Linked DNA regions of Mus musculus: all the other regions are linked to region 4. Evidence: chromatin contacts called from public Hi-C, HiCAR-type, HiChIP or PLAC-seq and promoter capture Hi-C data. All regions are on one chromosome and are shown on one strand. The core of a region is the stretch at or near the end of the contact, and the rest is flanking DNA. Distances in the headings are between cores, read along the strand shown. Region 1 holds the start of Fars2 (phenylalanine-tRNA synthetase 2 (mitochondrial)). Region 2 holds the start of Elovl2 (elongation of very long chain fatty acids (FEN1/Elo2, SUR4/Elo3, yeast)-like 2). Region 3 holds the start of Rpp40 (ribonuclease P 40 subunit). Region 4 holds the start of Bloc1s5 (biogenesis of lysosomal organelles complex-1, subunit 5, muted). Region 5 holds the start of Smim13 (small integral membrane protein 13). Region 6 holds the start of A730081D07Rik (RIKEN cDNA A730081D07 gene). Region 7 holds the start of Tmem170b (transmembrane protein 170B).

The links. A called contact is a pair of places that touch in the nucleus more often than the background predicts. HiCAR-type assays count read pairs that join an accessible place to other places. HiChIP or PLAC-seq counts read pairs in DNA pulled down with a chosen protein or histone mark. Capture Hi-C pulls out chosen DNA fragments and counts their contacts.
Region 1: a Hi-C map of CD8 T cells shows a contact between it and region 4, with 4 times the contacts expected there. The contact joins the promoter of Fars2 here to the promoter of Bloc1s5 in region 4. A contact is called at or near these places in 1 of 484 Hi-C or Micro-C datasets (CD8 T cells) and 1 of 115 datasets of contacts at active chromatin or transcription factors (astrocytes).
Region 2: a contact with region 4 is called in an H3K4me3 HiChIP or PLAC-seq map of embryonic forebrain, with 7 times the contacts expected there. The contact joins the promoter of Elovl2 here to the promoter of Bloc1s5 in region 4. A contact is called at or near these places in 1 of 39 promoter capture datasets (hippocampal neurons) and 2 of 115 datasets of contacts at active chromatin or transcription factors (astrocytes and embryonic forebrain).
Region 3: a contact with region 4 is called in a Hi-C map of CD8 T cells, with 8 times the contacts expected there. The contact joins the promoter of Rpp40 here to the promoter of Bloc1s5 in region 4. A contact is called at or near these places in 2 of 484 Hi-C or Micro-C datasets (CD4 T cells and CD8 T cells), 1 of 115 datasets of contacts at active chromatin or transcription factors (astrocytes) and 1 of 9 other capture datasets (liver).
Region 5: a contact with region 4 is called in an H3K4me3 HiChIP or PLAC-seq map of embryonic forebrain, with 5 times the contacts expected there. The contact joins the promoter of Smim13 here to the promoter of Bloc1s5 in region 4. A contact is called at or near these places in 1 of 39 promoter capture datasets (hippocampal neurons), 1 of 484 Hi-C or Micro-C datasets (forebrain) and 1 of 115 datasets of contacts at active chromatin or transcription factors (embryonic forebrain).
Region 6: a HiCAR-type map of astrocytes shows a contact between it and region 4, with 10 times the contacts expected there. The contact joins the promoter of A730081D07Rik here to the promoter of Bloc1s5 in region 4. A contact is called at or near these places in 8 of 39 promoter capture datasets (the 3T3-L1 cell line, cranial neural crest, embryonic stem cells and 5 more), 7 of 484 Hi-C or Micro-C datasets (CD4 T cells, CD8 T cells, CD8 central memory T cells and 3 more), 6 of 115 datasets of contacts at active chromatin or transcription factors (astrocytes, embryonic hindbrain, embryonic stem cells and 3 more) and 3 of 9 other capture datasets (adipose tissue, liver and pancreatic islet).
Region 7: a contact with region 4 is called in a promoter capture Hi-C map of adipose tissue, with 4 times the contacts expected there. The contact joins the promoter of Tmem170b here to the promoter of Bloc1s5 in region 4. A contact is called at or near these places in 2 of 39 promoter capture datasets (hippocampal neurons and liver), 1 of 115 datasets of contacts at active chromatin or transcription factors (astrocytes) and 1 of 9 other capture datasets (adipose tissue).

The regions. Positions count from the first base shown.
Region 1 is chr13:36,116,212-36,118,911 of GRCm38.p6, forward strand. It overlaps Fars2 (phenylalanine-tRNA synthetase 2 (mitochondrial)), which reads left to right and starts at 1,432. Exons shown (of 7, transcript NM_024274.3): 1 at 1,432-1,794. Lyrm4 (LYR motif containing 4) reads right to left here and starts at 1,146. Exons shown (of 3, transcript NM_201358.2): 1 at 864-1,146. The coding sequence starts at 949.
Region 2 is chr13:41,219,020-41,221,818 of GRCm38.p6, forward strand. It overlaps Elovl2 (elongation of very long chain fatty acids (FEN1/Elo2, SUR4/Elo3, yeast)-like 2), which reads right to left and starts at 1,384. Exons shown (of 8, transcript NM_019423.2): 1 at 1,336-1,384. The coding sequence starts at 1,338.
Region 3 is chr13:35,905,032-35,907,731 of GRCm38.p6, forward strand. It overlaps Rpp40 (ribonuclease P 40 subunit), which reads right to left and starts at 1,316. Exons shown (of 8, transcript NM_145938.4): 1 at 1,173-1,316. The coding sequence starts at 1,295.
Region 4 is chr13:38,633,752-38,636,577 of GRCm38.p6, forward strand. It overlaps Bloc1s5 (biogenesis of lysosomal organelles complex-1, subunit 5, muted), which reads right to left and starts at 1,341. Exons shown (of 5, transcript NM_139063.3): 1 at 1,185-1,341. The coding sequence starts at 1,290.
Region 5 is chr13:41,248,424-41,251,123 of GRCm38.p6, forward strand. Smim13 (small integral membrane protein 13) reads left to right here and starts at 1,421. Exons shown (of 2, transcript NM_001135577.2): 1 at 1,421-1,891. The coding sequence starts at 1,816.
Region 6 is chr13:40,999,776-41,002,475 of GRCm38.p6, forward strand. A730081D07Rik (RIKEN cDNA A730081D07 gene) reads right to left here and starts at 1,371. Exons shown (of 5, transcript NR_155347.1): 1 at 1,291-1,371. It overlaps Pak1ip1 (PAK1 interacting protein 1), which reads left to right and starts at 1,235. Exons shown (of 10, transcript NM_026550.3): 1 at 1,235-1,638. The coding sequence starts at 1,555.
Region 7 is chr13:41,604,596-41,607,295 of GRCm38.p6, forward strand. It overlaps Tmem170b (transmembrane protein 170B), which reads left to right and starts at 1,287. Exons shown (of 3, transcript NM_001163572.2): 1 at 1,287-1,717. The coding sequence starts at 1,621. It overlaps Gm32184 (a long non-coding RNA gene), which reads right to left and starts at 1,481. Exons shown (of 3, transcript XR_382252.4): 1 at 964-1,481.

The sequences.
Region 1 (2,700 bases), core at 182-2,681, 2.5 Mb before region 4:
GATTTCAGCGCTCTGGCTGCCTGTGCCTTCCCAGTGCTGGGGTTAAAGGTGTGCACCACTACCATGTGGCAAGGAAGTATAAGGGACTCATACAAGTAGGGGAATAGGCCAAGCAAGGAAAGAAATGGGGCAGAGTTAAAAATGTAAGTTTTAGTGCATTTAAGTGAGGTGCACGCATAGTAACTCATTAACATACATTTTATAACTTAAAATAAATTTAAGTTTTAAATGTTTTTGAAGAATTGATGCTCCTGTCCTCTTGTTATAGGTCCTAGACTCTAGGATCTAGCAGTAAGATTTCAGTTTGGCGAGGCTGGATAAACTAAGAATTCAGTTTTTAAAGGCTTAGCAACTCATTTTACCTTTAACATGAATATGTAGCCCCTCTCCACCATCCTTTAGTAAGAACGTATCTGATACTTGGAACCAACGTCACGAATTAAAACACTAGTGAAATGAAAGGGGGCCCTAGAGCAAGCCTTCAGTTTTGTGTCCACGTGGTCTAGACTGCCTGCTTCCACTCTTGTAATCTCAAGGCAAGATATAGGTATGCCCTAAGTTTCCTTGTCCTAGCTTCTCACTGGTAGCTTCGCGTTCATCACTTTGTACCGCAGAAACAGGACACTGTTTAATGGTCCTAAAGCCCCTATGTGGGTGTCAGTTCAGGGAAGGTATCCCAGCATTTGAAGGGCAAGTCCTTGGCTCCTCCCCTCCAGGGCTCTGAGGGTCACACCTGGGGGTGGACAGTTGCACGTGCGCGTCATGGGAGTGGAGCCTGTCACTTTCACAGGTTGTGGCCGCCTGATCCGCGACCCCCGCAGACAGAGCTGGGCACCCGATTCCCGGCCCTCCCCCCGGGTCACCTGTAATTGTAGGCGCTGAAATGCTTGCTCTCTCTCATCATCGCCCGGTACAGATCTAAAACTTGTGCGCGGCTGGAGGCTGCCATGTTGAAAATAAACAAAAACAAACAAACCAAAAAACACCCTAACAACAAAACCAAACAGGTCCTTCTTCGTAGAAGCCCCAAGTTTAACTGAACCCAAATGTCAAACGATGCAAAAAAAAAAAAAAAAAAAAAAAAGCACGCTGGAAGGCAGGAGAAGAGAGGCTCCGCCTGGCTCGCGCGCGGCCTGGCTCGCGTCCTGCGCGAGAGGTGGCGCCGCAGGCAGGGCGGCGGGCAGCTAAGGGGTGGCGCCCGTGTCCTGGAGGCTCCGCGTTCCTCACAGGCTCCTCGGGCGGCAGGAGGCCGAGCCGTCCAGCCCCAGGCTCGCTCCTCGGGAGGACAGTCGCGGGCTCGAACACCAGGGCTCAAAGCCTCCTCCGCCTTTCGAACCGCCCGGGGGCGTGGCCGAGATCCCGGTGTCTCCTGACACCACGCCCCCTACACCTGCCTAGGCCCCGTTGCCTGGGTTACGAGCCGCGCTCCCCAGCCCTGCCCCTGCCCGGCTCGGCTGTCTTTGGCGCTGCCTGACCTGCTGTGCACGAAAACGAGGGTGACTTTGCTTTGGATCCGTCTGGTTGGCAGCCTGAGTTTATCAGTGTCATCGTGACTGGGGGACGCAGCGCCAGTGGTGCGGAGGTAACTAGCTGGCGACTTCCTGGCGCACCGGCTTGTCTTTGGGCGAGCGGCTCAAGGGACCTAGGGCCCTGGCCTCTTCCCGTCAAGATGGCGGCGCCCAGCGCGCCCAGCGTCTCGGTAGCCAGAGGTTAAGCTCAGTGACGGCGGAGTGAGTGTGTGGCCGCTTTGCGGACTTCGAAACGCCCGCGTTTGGTTTCCCCGGCGTACGCTGGGTGAGTGCTGGCCTTGCTGCAGAGTAGAGGTGTCAGGTCGCCGACTGTTATGCACTTTGCATTCGGCTGTGACTTCCATTTCCGGGATCTTCACTAAGGGGCTACACTATTTTTTGTTTGTTTACTATTTTTTCTTTCTTTTCTTTTCTGTTTTTTTTTTTTTTTCTTTCCTGTTTTTGAGACGGGGTCTCGTTTTGTAGTCCAGACTGCCCTTGAGCTCCTGGTCACAGATTTCCCGGTGCTGGGATTAAAAGTGTGGGATGCACTACTGTTTTTGTTAAGAGCACGGTTTTGTAGTGCGTAAACATAAATAAACAAACAAGCACATAAATAAATTAGATGTCATGATTAATAAGGGAACCCTTAGGACTTTAGGGGATTTCCTAGACATCATTTCAGACCCAAGGCAAAAAGAGGGTTTTTCTCAGCTTTTAGCTATCACGGACCAGCTTACTAAAGTACTTAAGTTTTTGGGTTGTTCCTTGATCTTAGGACTGTGCGAAGAGAAGCTTCGAATAATTCTGGTTCTTGTGTTTGGAACTCACTCGTTAGTTTTGGAATATTGTTTTATATTAAGATGGTGCAACAAGCCACTACCTGCAAATTCTCTGTCCCTAAATACAGCAAAGAGTCATTTTAACGATAAGACGGAAGTCAATTTACCATGCCTTATCATTTGTTTTGGTGTATCAAGCTTTCATTCTCTATTCGAAACAATCTGTGTTTTTCTGGATCACATGTTTGCAACTTGTTGTCCTTGAATCTAAGTATACCTACTCGTCTTGATGTAGTGGCAATCAAAGGTATTGACGATACAGTGCTTTTATAAAAACACTCTTAAGCCCCTGTTTGATTTTTGTCTTAGTCAAAATAGATTTTTAAATTTCAAATTTAATTTTTAAATAA
Region 2 (2,799 bases), core at 134-2,633, 2.6 Mb after region 4:
GCTTGTTAGTAGAGACATCTTGGCATGGGTGTAGAAGAATGTATCACCTGACCAACTTACTTAGAACCCAGCCCCCCCTACACCCCCACCCTTTCTGCCTCTCTGCCCCATTTCTCAAAAGTGATATCACTTGATTTGGTCACAGACTTGAAAATGCTTACTGAGCTTGCAGTGAGCTAGGATAAAGATTGTAAGGCTTGCCCTTGCCAGCTACAGGTTAATGTCCACTGACTTTCACTGAGTTGAAGTATTCTTGGAAGTTTTCCCTAACTAAAATCTCTGTCTACTATGGAAGAGAGAGAGAGAGAGAGAGAGAGAGAGAGAGAGAGAACCAGTTAGCACTAAAAATGCTCTGTCTACTCAGATGTCAGGATACTCAAGTGGCCGAGGAAGCATGAAGCAGCCACCAACATTCTGCTCAGTGTGTCCCTCCTGTCCAAGAGAAGAGTGTGTTTCTCCTCCCACACAGCACTTTAGATTCTGATCGCTCCTATTAAGTCGACAGTTCTTGTAGTGGTTCACTTCAAGGAGACTGCTACCTCCCACTTAGCATAGCATAAAGTACTTTCCTCTACTTTTTTTAAAAAAATAAATGATGTGTGCCAGGCACTGTAGACAAAGACTATTCACCAAAACTTGCATTTTGGTGAGGGAGACATTCAATACACACACACACACACACACACACACACACAAACCCAGATTATAGCATGCTTAAATAGAGAAAACAAAATGGGGGGGGGGCAGGCAATAGAAAAGGGGTGGGCTGGAATTTTAGTGCTAAGACAATATTCAACCAAGAAGAGATGGTGAGCCGAAAACAGTGTGGGAAGAGGGGGGACAATCTAGGGCTGCCCCGTGTCAGGTGGGACAAGGAAAGGGGCATGCCCTTCACATATTTAGCAAGCCCTTGCGAAAAGACAAAGACCAATGAAGACAAACGCGGATCTGAAGACAAACGCAGGATCTGCCGCTCTCTTTAACGGGGAGCTGCTCTTTTGAGACAGGGTGTCTCACCGTGGCCCAGGCTGGCCTCGAACTCACGGCAATCCTCCTGCCTCAGCTCCCTCAGGGCTGGGATCGCTGCCTGCCCAGGAACCGGCTGGCTCCCTGCGAGCTCAGCAGCACACAGTCTTCGCCTTTGTGCCCAGGCGCCGGGTTTCGCGGGGTCCCTCGGCGAGCGGCTCGTGGGGGGGAGAGCGTTGGGCCCCGGCTGCAGCGCCGACACGCCCCCGCGCCCGGTTACCCGCCGGCGCCCCGACCCTACGCCCGCACGCCCCGGCCCCAACGTCCGCCGCCATCCGGGACGAGGCGCGCGGCCCCCCACTCACTCACCATGGCCGCGCGGCCGCGATGCGCTGTCCAGGGTAGCCGCCTTCCTTCTGCGCCGCGCCACGCGCCGCCCGCGCTAGTCACTCGCCCCCGCCCCCTCGGGCGCGCGCCGCCCGCCTCCCCGCCCCCTCGGGCGCGCGCCGCGCCCTGCCCGCTCCGGGCCGTTTCCTCCGCCCCGCGCCGCTGGCCCTCGGAGGGGACCACGGAGTGGGAGGAGCCCCGGCGCCGGCCGCGAGGCCGTGGGCCCCCCAGAGGCCTGCGCGTCCCCGCTCCGCGCGCCCCCCCGCCGGCGCTGGCGCGGCGACCCCTGCCGGCCGGGCTGGGATTTGCAAGCACAGCTGGCGCCTTTTGCAGGAGTCTGGGCGCGCACGTCTATCACAGCATCAGGCTCCTGGAGAAGCCACCAGCAGCTCCTCCGCTACTCCTGGGGAGTGGCTGGGCGAGCGCGCCGGATGATTTAAATTGGGCACACGGGTTTGAGGGGATGACCAAGGGCTGGTCTGGTCTTGGGTTGGTGCACCTGTATAATCCCAGCACTTGAGAGCAGAGCCAGGAGGAATAGGAAAGAGTTCAAGATCAGCCTTGGCTTCTTAGGGAGTTCTGCACCAACCTGAGCTTCGTGAGACCCTGCTTCAAATAAGCAAACAAATAAGCAAACGATAACCATTCATTCTGGGTGCCACGGGGAGCAGATGAGCACCAATAGTCTGTCTAAACTGACTTTTTCAGAGTTTGCTTCCAGAGGGGCTGTCAGGGGCTCAGATGGCTTATTCAAATGCTTCGTTAATGGTGTACAGAACTAGATTCCAGGCCTTTGAGTGTCAAATGACTACTTTTCACATTGCCTTCAGAATGAGCGCGCATTTTTCTTAGATAGCTGATGCGGTAAACTTGAAATGCATACATAGGTGTTAGGTACCTCTGTGGACAAAGATAAGAATGATCTTTAAAAAAAAAAACTTGGAAATACAGATCTTCTCTCTTTCTTTGCATAGCTTCTAGTTCACACCCGGACAGTGTATCTGAATGAACTTAGAGAGGACTGGGAGCCAATAGGAGACAGTGCTAAACCACAAACCCCTGCAATCCAGAACCAGGACTCACTTTATCTCCATGGCAACCAGTACCCACCATCATCAAAACTGGGAAGAAAAGGCACTAGCTGATGTCCTTCCCCCCCCCCCCCCCGTAATTTTCATCTGAAGCATCTGTTCCTTGGACACCTTCTGTGATGGTTTGTCTTTCCTGTCAACAAGTTTTAGAATCACCTTAAGAGACCCACCCCTGGACATGTCTGTGAAGATGTTTCCAGAGAGTTTCAGATGAGGTGGAAAAGACAAACTCCAAATGTTGACAGAGCCATCTTACTGTGGACACAGCGAGATCAACTGCTTTCACAATCAATCCTGCTACCATGATGGGCCATACCTTGGAGACACGAGCCAGAATAAACCTCTGGTCTTAGTT
Region 3 (2,700 bases), core at 66-2,565, 2.7 Mb before region 4:
ACACACACACACAGCCACCACCACCTACCCCTGAGACAGGGTTTCTCCATGTAGCCCTGGCTGTCCTGGAACTTGCTCTGTTTATCAGGTTAGCCTTGCACTCAGAGATTTACCCACCTCTGCCTGGGTTTAAAGGTGTGCATCACCATCAACCTACTAGGCAACAATTCTATTAATTTCAAGTAAACAGATATCTGACTACTCAAGTTTTTCCTTTCTGCATTTCAATGTGAGGCATGACATTGCAATGGAAGTCTTACTTGAATCTTATTTTTGCATACAAGCAATATATGTTATGTCTTTCACACTTTATAGTCAAGGAAATAGAGTATATATAATTCAACATGCCTTGATTTGCTTATTCTGGAGTCATGAAATCAAAGGAACTCCTCCTGGGATTTAGGGACATTTAATTAGTAAGAAGCTACATAGAAGCAAAAGTGCTCCTGGAAGCTTCCATTTCCTAGACAAACCTAGGTGAGACCAGTTGAGATAAGCGATACATCCCTGACCGCAGGGATGGCCTTTCAACCGAAGAGATGCAAAATCCGCGCGGATTTCAAATGATCCCCAAGTGAACATCTAAAGTCCGTTTCGCAAAGCCCCAACAACCAGCCTTGAGGGACAAGGACGCCAGCTAATCTATCTGAGAAATCCATCAGGCCAATATTTAAGATGTAAAATGCTTAAACCCTTATCATCGTAAGGTAAGTTTATTTGGAGTTCCTCGTTTGTCAAACCGCGTGATGCTTTGGAAAGAGTCACAAGCTGATCCACAGAGATCTGCCCAAACTTAGGGTGTAATTCGGCTACATGTTGTACAGGTCACACTCCGACCGTGCAGGTTACATTCCTAACTCCTCCACTGCCTGCTCGACCCAACACCGAGAGGATTTAATCCTGAACACCGCAGTAACCACGCCAAACTCACAAAAACTCTGCTGTTCCTCATAGGACCGAGCACCGCCCTGTGTTTGGCGCATGCTGGGAATTGTAGTCCTACACAGCGCCAAGAAAAGCAGTTAAGAAACTTGAAGAGACTATAGTTCCCAGCATGCCCGAGGACGATCTCCGCCCACCCTCGCAAGCCGAGGAGGTCTGGCCGGGTGAAACCCGGCGTGGTTCTACCTTAAAGCTCTCCAGCCTAAGAGGGCCGGGTGGACCTGACTCACCCTGTAATTATGATAGTGCGTCTCCACGAGATGCTTATGGCGAGACTTATCGTGGCCGAAGTTGGATTTCTCACAGACCAGTAAGTGCCGAGGCGCCTCTTGCAGCCTGCGCAGCGTGGCCATGTTAAGCAGGAGTCCAGGCGAGCACCGCCTCTTGGCCCGCCTCCCGGCCCGCCCCTCGGCCCGCCCCTCACCCCACCATTCGCCCCTTTCTGACTACACCCCTCCCTCCACCACGCCCTAACCCTTCTTTCTTTCCCTGTCTGTCAGTTCCTGCAGGCACTGGGTCTGAAGGTTCTCAAGAACCTGGCATGGGGCTGGTGAGATGGCTCAGCGGGTAAGAGCATTGACTGCTCTTCCAAAAGTCCTGAGTTCAAATCCCAGCAACCACATGTTGGCTCACAACCATCCGCATCTTAAAAAAGAAAGAAAGAAAGAAAGAAAAAACCTGGCACATCCATTCTATCCCACAGTTTCTCCGTGGAGGAACAGTGCATATACCTGGACAGGACTCAGAGAAGGACTGGACCCTGACACCTTATAAAAAGGAGGAAGATAGGACAGAGGAAAAGCCTAGTATAGTCAGGAAATACATCTGCTTTGCAGCACTGTTTTCCTGACTCCTCATATGGTCTCGTTCCTAATGCTCACCCACCCGCAGGCCCCTAAGTTCCCACTGATCCTTCCCAAAAAGTATAGGAAATTACAGAGGAATATAATATGACATTTCTGCATTTTTACTTCCAACAGAACTTCTTTGCTTTGTTTTTAATTATTTAATTTATTTTTTTCATTTCCAACATTACTATTTTGTGATTTTACTCCAAATCTCAGTTTCTTTGCTGAATTGTACTTCCATGTACACTGTTGCTATCTTCAGACACACCAGAAGAGGGCATTGGATTCTATTATGGATGGTTGTGAGCCACCATGTGGTTGCTAGGAATTGAACTCAGGACCTCTGGAAGAGCAGTCAGTGCTCTTAACCAATGATCCATTTCTCCAGCCCCCATAGCTAATTCTTAAAAGCCATATTGTTGATTTTTCTCATCTATTTTACTCTCTGTGTGTGCACACACATGCGTGCGCACGTGCACGTGTGTGCACAGCAGACTTTCCAGGTCCTTCCTTAGGGAAGATTGAATTAATCTTTTTGCTTCAATCTTTTTTGAGGTCTTAAAGTATTTTTACTAGGAAACTTCTGAAATCACCCAGAATTTTACCTATTTCAGTATCATTGAATCCAGGTGTTAAGTTATTTTGTCTTGAGACAGGGTCTCATTATATATCCTGGCTGGCCTCAGACTCAATATATAGACCAGGCTGGTCTCAAACTCAAAGAGATCTACCTGCCTCTGCCTCCTGAGTGCTGGGATTTAAGATGTGAACCACCACTCTGGGATAATTGATTTTGTTTTTGGAGGACTCCTGTTGCTGTGTTTTTCATTCATGCTTTTGTTTCTGTGTGTGGTGTTGACCTGTGTTGATTTGGAGATGTTTTTCGCTGTTGTTCTTACTGAGCACCCTA
Region 4 (2,826 bases), core at 91-2,590:
GACTTAAATGGATATTAGATGACTACCTAAAAAATGGGTAGTCAGTTAAGCACATTAACCAAATATTAGAGGAAATGAAAATCACAACAGGGAGTGTCATCTCACACGCATTAGAATAACTAGTACCAAAGACAAGAGTTGGTGATGACAGGTGACTAGAAAATGGTATAGCAAATACAGAACATGCCAACTCCTCAAAAAGTTTAAAGAATAATCAAATGACCCAAAAATCCACTACTGGAGATACAGTCCCAAGAACTGAACACAGGACCTCCGAAGGATGTCTATATATTCATATTCAAAACAGCCTTATTTCCGAGAGTGGAGCTGTCCAAGTCCTCAGAGGCACTGGACCAGTCAAATTCACAGTGGCATGAGGAGTTATGGTTTAATGCATACAAAGTTTTGCAAGATGAAAAACATTTGCGGATGGAGTCATGGTGGCCCAACAACAGCCATACAACGACTAATCTTCACTGAGATTGCACAGAGAAAGAATTCTAACTTAGTCTTAACACACACACACAATACTACTGGATCCCAAATTAAACCTAAGAAACAATGTGAAACACAGTTTAAACAGTCGCAGCCAGCTCAGCTGGGGCCGCCCACAGATCTGGTAAGAGTAAAATGGGAACCGCACAGATGGTAAGCCACCACTCTCCAGGCAGTGTAGGACTGTAGCCCAAAGTTGGTGGAATAGGCGGGTTGAGCAGGGAGTTGAGGGAAGCAGTGGAAACTGCAATTGGAGGCTTCTTCGCGGTTAACGGGGACTTCTGAGGTTTAGGAATTAAAGCTAGTTGTTATTGTAATAATTTAGGTCGAAATCTACTAAGGCTGAAAGGGGACAGCTCAGACCGGTACACTGTATGGTACTGAGCGCTGTGTTTCAGGACGTTTTCCCAAGTGTTCTTCCTGGCATGACCCCCAAGGCGCAGAGGACAGAGGACGAGAGGGTGAAGGACCGAAGTCACCCTACTACGTGTGGGGCTCCAACTAGTTCCCATTCTCCGCTTGTGCGCCCTTCGCCCATTGCACGTAACTGGGTCCTGCGAGCTGGGACCTTTCGTCTCGAGGCGGGCCAGGCAGCTGAGGGCTACAGGGGAGCCGGGGAGCACCAGGAGGGGCGGTCCCCAGCACGCTGCCCCCACCCCGCACGGAGGACCACGCCCTCCACTCCGTACCCTTGATAATGAGGTGCGCCGCACCCGGAGTCCCCAGTGAGTCCCGCTTCTTGCCGCCCTGGGCGGCGTCGCACGCTACAGGGGTCTCGGTGCCTCCGCCACTCATCCCGACCAGTTCCGCCCACCCGCGGCGTCCACGGCGCAGGCACGGACCTTTAGGGAGAGAGACGCTCTGGTGTTACGTCATCACAGGGCGTCGGAGTCGTTGGGTTCGGGGAAGGCGCCGGGAGTGTAGCCGATGCGGCCATGCTGGATGAGGGCAGATGATCTGCGTATGGGAGGTGTTTGAAAATTACTTGTTTCTCGGTTATCCCATCCTACGCCGGTAGGAACTAAACTCACTATGGTTGGAGCAAGGCGCGGCGAGCAGAAGAATAACAGTAGTAGTATATACATAGTTTCTACATTGTTACTGGCCACCACTATTTTATAAAGCATTTTGACATGTATTGTCACCTTAGGGTCATCATAGCAACCTGAGGAGACAGATCATAATTTTTTTAACAAATAAAGCAACACGGTTAGAGGTTAAGAAACTCGTTTTTGTTTTGTTTAGGTTTTTTGTTGTTGCTTGGTTGGGTGTTTGAGATGGTCTCCCTAAATTAGACTAATAAGTGCTGACATTTGATATATTCCATAATGTTCATTTTCTCAACAAATTGTCATGCTTCAAAGAGAGCAATGCACGGCCTCCCAGTGGTTTTTACCTCCTCATCATCCAGGGGTTCTTCCTTAGGACTCAGCTGTGACCGCTTCCTCCGCTACTCTCTTCTGAACAATGAACAATGTCATCCTAAAGGGTCTTAGTCCAGTCTGAAGGAGGAACGTAAAGCGACATAAACGGCAGGAAGAGGAATCGTTCCATACCTGTGGATACTAGCTGTTGAGGGGATCAGGAAAGACTTCCCAGAAAAGACCAGTGTTTGTCTCCAGTCTTGAAGTGAGACATGGAGAGAATAACTAGGTGAAGCAGGAATTGGGGGATTATCGCAGAAGAAATGGTAAACCCCCAAAGGAGGACAAATAAAAAATTTAATTTCCTAGCTTTTTAATCAATATGTAGAAATCATAGTTTTCAAAGACATTTGTTATTCTCCTCACTTCCAAGAAATTTCATATTCATTTTTCTGCATTGTAGAAAAAAATTTCTTTCCCTTTGCATAATTTCCTTTATGACTGTGCACCATGAAGACTCACTACAATATGTGAAATTGAATGCTTTTCTTACATTAATGTGGCTGTTTGTTTTTTTTTTTAAATGTTGATTCTGGATTTCACCTCTGAAATTTGCCAACTCTGTGTTGTGATAAAGAAATTCTAGTTGCCATAATTAACACTTTGGAAATAGAATTGGGTCTTCAGATAGTTTCCAATAAAGCGTCAGCGAAGGCAAAGAAGCCGGAACCTGAGCTCTCTGGATCCCAGCATTCCTGCCCTCCGGCAAGGACATTCTTGGAAGCACGGCTTGGGAATTCCTGCTCTATTTCACCAGTTTCTACTTCCTGTTCTCACCAATACATTGTTACTTCTGGAATAGCAACAAGAAGACAAGGCCAGTACTCAGTACCGATTTGCAGTTACGGCTGACTTATGATACCTGTCATCAACAATGTGACATTTAAAAAATACTTTCTATGACTGA
Region 5 (2,700 bases), core at 171-2,670, 2.6 Mb after region 4:
ACTTATTTTCATTGGGGATTTGCAATCCTTGCACACCCCTATTTATGTTATTGTCTGTATTGCCATGACTTTTTTTTAAAGATTTATTTATTATTATACATAAGTACACTCTAGCTGTCTTCTGACAGAAGAGGACATCGGATCTCATTACGGATGGTCATGAGCCATCATGTGGTTGCTAGGATTTGAACTCAGGACCTTCGGAAAGGGCAGTCAGTGCCATCTCACCAGCCCCTGCCATGGCTTTATCCTTGGCACCTCAAAGAAGTCCAGAGCACACAGAAGTGTTTGTTGTATGTGAATGAAAGAGAAGGTAAAAAGGTCTGGATTCTTCCTGATTTCTTTTGAACTAGATCTATTCAAATGTATTCCTTTCAACCAGATTGTAAATCAAACGTGCTCCGTTATGCAAGTGAGTTGGATCATCTGCTAAAAATGAATAAGTTGATTTCTAAATTTATTGCATCGAGCTCAACTCTCTCCACAGGAACTGTATATTAAATCTTGCGCAAAGCCAGTAATGCCTTGATGTATTTTTATGCTGCGTCTTAGCTGGAAAGCAGTTTACACAGTAGGGCATCTGGGAATGGCTAGCACAGAGTTGCAGTGGAAGGCGAAAGCCTTGATTTCTCAGGGAGGAAAGGGCTGATCACCTCTTGCGTTAACAGATGTGGCAGAACTGGGAGTTTTAATTTCAAATAGAAAAAAAGGACTTGAGATAAATACCTTGTTTTTCAGAAGTTAGTTCAAGCAAATGTGGCAAAACCTTTGGCTGTTGGCCAGATGTTGCTTGAATTAAAGGAGACAACAGAACGAAACTTGCTAAACAGGTAGGTGAATTAAGAGCACAGATGTCTCTAAGTCACTCACCAGTTACTTCTGAAGCGTACTATCTGTGAAAACACAACACAACATCTGTTGCTGGGGGAGGGGGAAGGCTTTCCAGATTCTGACGTCAGGGGACTTATTTCCTCACAAGTAACTAACCTTTGCCGGGAGCAATAGGTTGGGTTCAAGTACAACCTGTTTTTCAGGCAACAGCCATCCTCTTTTCCCTTTTGCTCACTAAAACCAATTTTGTATTTGAATTAACGGCTGAAATGTAACTGGCACCTCGGCAGGGAGACAGTCCGACGCACAGTCTTGAGAACAAGAATCAGCAGTCTCTAAGTTGGAGGTGGCGGCTCAAGAACACCAAAGGCACAGGGGACGGGAAAGGAGAGCAAGGAGAAGCCGGAGCAGCGTTGACTCCTGGGAGTGGTAGTTCGTTGCTGGGCGGAGACCTGGAGCTCTCGCCGATCTTTGCACTACATTACCCAGCAGGCCTCGCGCAGCGGCTGAGTCGCTGCGGAGTGGGTGCTTGGTGATGAGCTACCGCGGGGGAGGGGGCGGGGAGCGGAGGAGCAGCTGCAGCGGCCTCGGGGAGTGGTTGACATCTGGCGTCTCCGAGGGAGGAGGGGGACCTCGAGTGAGCTGCAGCCAGGGCCTGGCGTTCGCCGCGCCACCTCCAGATCACTCTTTCCCCGCCTCGACGTCCGCCATGGCAGCGCGTCCGTCCGTCGCCGGCCTCTCCGCTCGCCGTGGCTCCGGCTCCCCGGAGCGATGAGGAGGCGGTAGTGGCGTCCCAAGGCCCGCTCCACCAGCGACTCGGTCGCCCCGGCCGGGGGCAGGTCTGAGGGCCGGTCCCGTCGCGGCCCGCCCCCGCACCGCCAAGTTCCGCCCCCTGGGGGCGCTGCCCTCGGGCACCCGCGGTCCATGCCGCCCCGCCGCTCTGCCGCCCGCCGCTGAGCCCGCGCCCACCCCCCAGCTCTCAAAATGTGGCACAACGTGGGGCTGACCCTGCTGGTGTTCGTGGCCACGCTGCTGATCGTCCTGTTGCTGATGGTGTGCGGTGAGTGGGGGGTAACGCCGGGGGCGGTCGGGAAAGCTCGCGTGGACAAGTGTCCACGGTGATCACCTCGGTGGTCTCGGTGGCCACCGGGCTCCCAAGACCGAGTTTAGAGGAGTCATGCCTCTTGCTCAGGGCAGGTCGCCCGGGCATCACGAACCTTCAGGCTCAGCGAACCTTCAGGTCTGGCATCCTGACTCGAGGTAGAAGCACGTTTCTGCTTCCCCGGCAGGTTTGTCCTTGGTTGCCATAATGCCACAGCCTACCCAGATCTTTCACCGTGGCCTGTATTCGAAGGAGCAGTGATCGGTTTCATCTTTTTATTTGGATGTTCTGAACCTAGTGAGAGATTTCATCACCTTTTGGGTTTCCAGCGCACGTGAAGCTGTTTGTTTACTTCCAAGTTCAGGCTTTAACCAAATTCCCAGCCTACTTGATAATGGGCAGAGCCAAAAAAAAAAAAAAAAAAAAAAAAAAAAAAAAAAAACACCACTGGCGGTAATAAACTTCCAGGGTCAGGGAACCTTATCTTGGTTCTGCTGTCCTGGGGCTGTTTGGTCTGCTGCTGTGTACTTCTCTTCCCAGGAGGGAAGGAACGTTAAACTGTTCTCATGGCGTGTTTTCCATCCCTCTTAATTCGTTATGCACATAGCTGATAACCACAGGTCTCAGCCAGGAGACTGAACAATTGTGAGAGTTTGGAGAGTATTTCAAATAAATGACAGTAAGCACTGGTATTTAGAAGACCAAGTATGGGTTTGAAGTGATGGAGTATTGGGTTAAAATTTTATAAATACTGTAAAGCTTATTCT
Region 6 (2,700 bases), core at 121-2,620, 2.4 Mb after region 4:
TGCTCAGGACAACTTAGCAATACCTGGAGATAAATTAAGTAACACAAGGGTTGCAAGTGGAATAGCCCAAACTGGAAGAGCCTTTACACAATTGAAAAATCATCAAAACACCCAAAGTCAAATTAATTACTTCCCCCTATACTCAAGCAAAAGAGGCTGTGTCGACAATTTGCAGCCTTAGAGAACAAGTGTTTGGAAACAATGTCTAAGCACTTAAGAACTCCATTAATTCACAGGCCTGTGTGAAGATCTGACATAAGCACCAACCCACCCGCTTTGACATATGCACTCATCCCTGACCCCGCCTAAAGAGAAAGGAAAAAAGGATATTATTGCTTTCATTAACCTCTGCACCTCCCCCCCTTAAAGATTTATTTATTTATCTTTATGCATAGGAGTACACCACCATTGCTTCCTTCAGACACACCAGAAGAGGGCACTAGACCCCATCACAGATGTTTGTGAGCCACCATGTGGTTGCTGGGAAATGAACTCAGGACCTCTGGAAGAGCAGACAGTGCTCTCAACCGCCTAGCTATCTCTCCAGCCCTGCACTTTGTCCCTTAACTCGGGTAGAGATGTAGCCACTGTCCTCCTCCCTCAAGACAAATCTTTTTTCCTGTACCATAGGTCAGCACATGGCCAGTCTGATTAGATACAAGAAGCCAGTAGGCAAGAAAAGCTGAGGAGATGGACGGCTTGCCTGCAGGCGGGACACGGACTGGCAGGCCCGGGCTCGCAATCCAGCGAGGGGACACTGCCAACTCCGGGTCCCGCGAGCCCTGACCGTCCCCGGGCCGACCCTAATCTGCTCTCTCTCGGCACGAAAACAAAACCCTTTGCTTGTGATCCGAGCCATGGGGAAGCTGCAGGAGGAAAACGGGTGCAAGGAGGCGCCAGGCTGGGCGACGAAGTGAGACTGGCTGCAAATAAGAAAATCATAGTTAATCCCAGCACCCGGGAGGCAGAGGCAGGCGGAGCTCTGAGTTCGAGGCCAGCCTGGTCTACAGAGTGAGTTCCAGGACTGTCAGGGCTACACAGTGAAAGCCTGTCTTCAAAACAAAACAAAACAAAACAAGAAAAGAAAATCATAAATGGAGGAAATGCATTCCGGATCCCCAAATCACAGCAACCCTCCAGGAACTACAAGGGTTGTCTAGACAACCGCTGGCCACCGGAGCCGGAAGTGGGCCCGCCCCTTCCTTAGGCGCGCCGGAAGTTGGGGCTTCCGGGGAGAAGTTCCCTCCCATTTCCCAAGGCCGGCGGAGCCCACGGCTTCCCAGGACTTGCCTGCTTGACACAACTTTTCTTTCTCTCTGCTCTGAGAGCCTCCTCCCGCGGCTTCCTTCCTTAAGCTCGTCGCAGAAGGGTCACGTGACGTCCCACGTAACGGAGGACGGAGCGCGTCCTCCGTTATTGCCATTTGCAGGCGCCTAAAAGGTGCCCCCGGGCGGTGACGTATAACTCGCGCGCCGGCTGAGGAAGGGAAGGGCCAGCCTCCGCAGCCATCGGGTCTCCACGCCGGCGTCTCTTGCCCGGCACGAGTGCTGCGGAATGGAGCTGGTCGCCGGCAGCTACGAGCAGGTCCTGTTTGGGTTCACGGTACAGCGCGGGCCCGCGAAGAGTGGCCATCAGGAGGTGAGGCAGCGCGAGCCCCGGGGCTGCGGGGGACAGGCGGGCTGGTCCTTCCGGGGCAGGACCGTGGAGGTTGTTATTTATCGCTGGTTCTCTATGGGTCTTGGATGGCGGACTTTGTTGGAAAACGGACAGGTTTATGCAGCTAATCCCAGCTCTCGAGAGGTTGAGGCAGGAGGAGAGTGAGCTCAGAGCTTGTGTGGAAAGATCCTGCTCTTTACAGAGTAGAGGCTTCTCAGAATTGAAATAATATTTACTTGCTATAGTAGATAAAATGTCTACAGTAGGTAACGAGGAATGTTCATCTCTGTCGGGAGTGGATGAATGGCTGCCAGAAGTGGTTGGGGCCAACGTAGGGAGGTGACGGAGAGAGGAGGGCTAATGCTTGCAGAAATGAAGTTTGATGGGAGGAATGACTGATTGCTTTTTTTTTCCTTGAAAGGTAACTATAGTTGACAGCATTAATTGTGTATTTTAAACTAGCTACTACAGCGTATTTTGAACCAGCTCAAAAGGGGTTGCCTTTTTCATATCTGATCTATGTATGCATTCAAATATCCCATTGTGCTCCATAAATATATACAGTTATTATCTGATAATTTAAAAGGTTAAGAAAAACCTTAAAGCATTCCTAAGGCATGAAAAAATAAGGTGTGCATTTAAGCTGACAATGATTGTAGTTCTTAAAGTTCTAATGTAAAAATAACTTCACCTTTCACTGAGTTTCTGTCCTGATTAACAAACTACTATAGGACTGGAGACATGACTCAGCGGTTAAGAGCGCTGGCTGGACTGGAGACATGGCTTAGCGGTTAAGAGCACTGGCTGTTCTTCCAGAGGGTCCTGGTTCAGTTCCCAGCACCTACACGGCAGCTCACAACTGTTTGTTAACTCCTGTTCGAAGGGATCTAATATCCTCCTACAGGCATACATACAGTCAAAACACCAATCTACATAAAATAAAAATACATTATACACAAAAGAACTACTACAGCTGGCCTGGGATGAAGAAAGTGATGCAGATTCACTGTTTATCGTCCACCTACTGTGGGTAGGGCGAAAGGT
Region 7 (2,700 bases), core at 37-2,536, 3.0 Mb after region 4:
GAAGCCCCTTCTTTATCTAAAATGAATTTGATGTTAAACTCATTTATGTCTGATAGTCTATACTCCTGAATTGACATTTAATTCAGCCATTGAACCCTACACCATAGTAGGTTTTAGTACGGTTCCTCTTAATGACGCCCAAACTTTTTTCTATATTGTGGGAGCAAAACAAAAACATGCATAAATATAAACCTGCATATACATTATTGTCATTTTTAAGGTGCTCACCAAAAGCAACAATATTTAGGCAATTCGAATCTTCAGTTACTGGGCAAAAACACTTGATTGGCTTAGCTATTCTTTCTTCACTTCCTTCTGTAAACTTTAGCAGCAGAGTATTTGGAAAAAGATGGAATTGGGCGAGGGGGATGGGGTGAGGAGCACTAACGTTTTTTATGCAAACACGATTTTTTTTTTTTTAATTTCAAGTTAAAAGGTTTCAAACATCAAGGAAGACTGTAACTAGCATAACTGGAGTTAAGATGCTTCTGAGGCTGACCTTGGATTTGAAGGACAGGGAGACGAAGCTGAGTTAGTTTAAGTGCTGGGGAGATTCACAATTTTAGATGAAAAGAGTCCTATCTGGAAGAAGCGCTAGAGCCAGCCTTGGCCAGGAGGATTCATTCGGACACCTACGGGGCCCTGCGTCAATAAGTGGTTTCAGATCCTGCAGCTAAGGGGAGTTCGTATTTTACTGCTGGCCGGCCAGAAGACTGGCTGAAATGACAAAGAGGATCTATTTCTGTTTTAGTAGATTTAGCAAAGGGAGGGGCGTATCCAGGTCACTGGACGCACTCTCAGACAACCCTACAAATGAAATCTTGAGCATTTACACCTTTGCAAAAAGTTGCTCGCAGACGCCCTCACGGAGAGGGAAGGATCTGGAGCAGCGAAGCGCAGGCTCCAAAAATCCTGGCAGCTCCCGGGACCTATACACAGCTCTCTCATCCCCGCCCAGCTCACCGGTTTCAGGTTTCCGGGGGCGCGCAGTCAGGAGGGGGCGAGGGGCTTGGAGTCTGTTCCCTCGGAGCAGCCAATGAGCGGCGAGACCCAGCGGTGGCGCCAGTGACGTAGGTGGCGCTCCCTCCGCCCCACTGCGGGCGGACGCTGGGAGCCGACGACAGCCTGAGCTCCCGGGTGCCTAGGGCGGCGCGCGCGCGCGCGCGAGGAGCGGGGGGGAGGCAGTGCGCGTGCGCAGCCGCTCACCCCCGGGGAGGCGGGGCCGAGGAGCGGACACGCGCATGCGCGCGCCCCGGGGCGGTCGCGGGCGGAGGGGGCGGCTCCTCGAGTGTTGGCTACCCAAAGGCCGAGCGGCAGGCGGGCGGCAGGTGCCGCGGCCGGGCGCCGCTGCCTCGTCGCGCGTCCCCGCGATGAGCCTCGTCTCGCGGCCTGCCCCTGCCGGCTGCCGCTCCGCGCGGGCCTCACGGCGTGACCCGGGCCTCGTGGCGTGGCGGGCCCCCGCGGCGCGACGCGGGCCCTGAGCGGGAGCGGCGGTCCCTCCCGCGGCCCCAGGCCTCGCCCGCCAGCGCTCCTCGATGTCTCCCCGGCGGGGAGGACGCTGCCTGCGACACCCGCCGAGCGGCGCCCCCCGGAGCGCCCCGCTGCCGCCCCGCGGGGACGATGAGGGCGGAGGGCGCCGACCACTCGATGATCAACCTGTCGGTGCAGCAGGTCCTGAGCCTCTGGGCCCATGGCACGGTGCTGAGGAACCTCACGGGTAATGCGCCGGGCGGAGGGAGCGGTGGGGGACCCACTCCACGGGTGTTCGGGGCGTCCGCAAACCCGGCCCGGTGCGGGCCGCTGGAGCACGCGCGAGTCGCGCCAGTGCCCCGACTGGATCACAGTTCATGTTTCTGTCATTAACCCCCCCCCCCCCCCCCGCCTTTCCCCGTGCGCGCGCGCACGCACATACACCGCTTCTTGCAGTTTCGATCTTTTTTAGTCTTTCTTTCCTGGTTTAGCCCTTTTTCTTGCTGACAGATGTCAAACCAATTGCAGTACTCCTATTGCCTGCTCACCGTGATCACGGTGGACCGACCGTTCGTTCCTTTATTTGTTGAGAGAGAGAGAGAGATATGACTAAGTAGATAATAGCGGGGTCAGGGGCTGGACCAAGGTCTAGAGCAGTCGAAACAGTTGTCTTCTCTGCTATTTCCTTTTGTCTGGCTGTCTCCTGGCTTCAAGTTGCTGTATTTGTGAAATTGGAGAATTCTGTGTATTTCCCTTCATTAATCAATGTGATTGGGAATGGGGTTTAGCTACGTTATAGCATCAGGTTGTCAGAGTAAGCATTAGTACACATAATATGATTTCATATGCAGGTTTGCTTGTGAAGAAACTTCTGGTTTTCTCAGTGTGGAAGTGCTTAAACTCTTTTGAGTTCCGAGTTTTAAAAATAGCGTCTAAAGAGTAATATTGACTGGAAAGCAGTAGGGTCAACAGTTTGACTCCGGAGTAGCTGCTTTTGTGAAACCACAACCAAAACCCCAAACAAAAACTCAGTTCTTTAAAATGTCTTAACTCCAATTGAACGTTACTATTTCAAAATCTGTGTGATAGCAAATTAATAGTATGTAGTATACTTATAGGCAAAATCTGGCATGATACAGGGTTCATATGTTCAAGGAGAAAAATATAACGGCATTGCGTACCACCCAGATAAATTTTCAGGTTGCTTAATTCCTTACTTATGAAAACCAC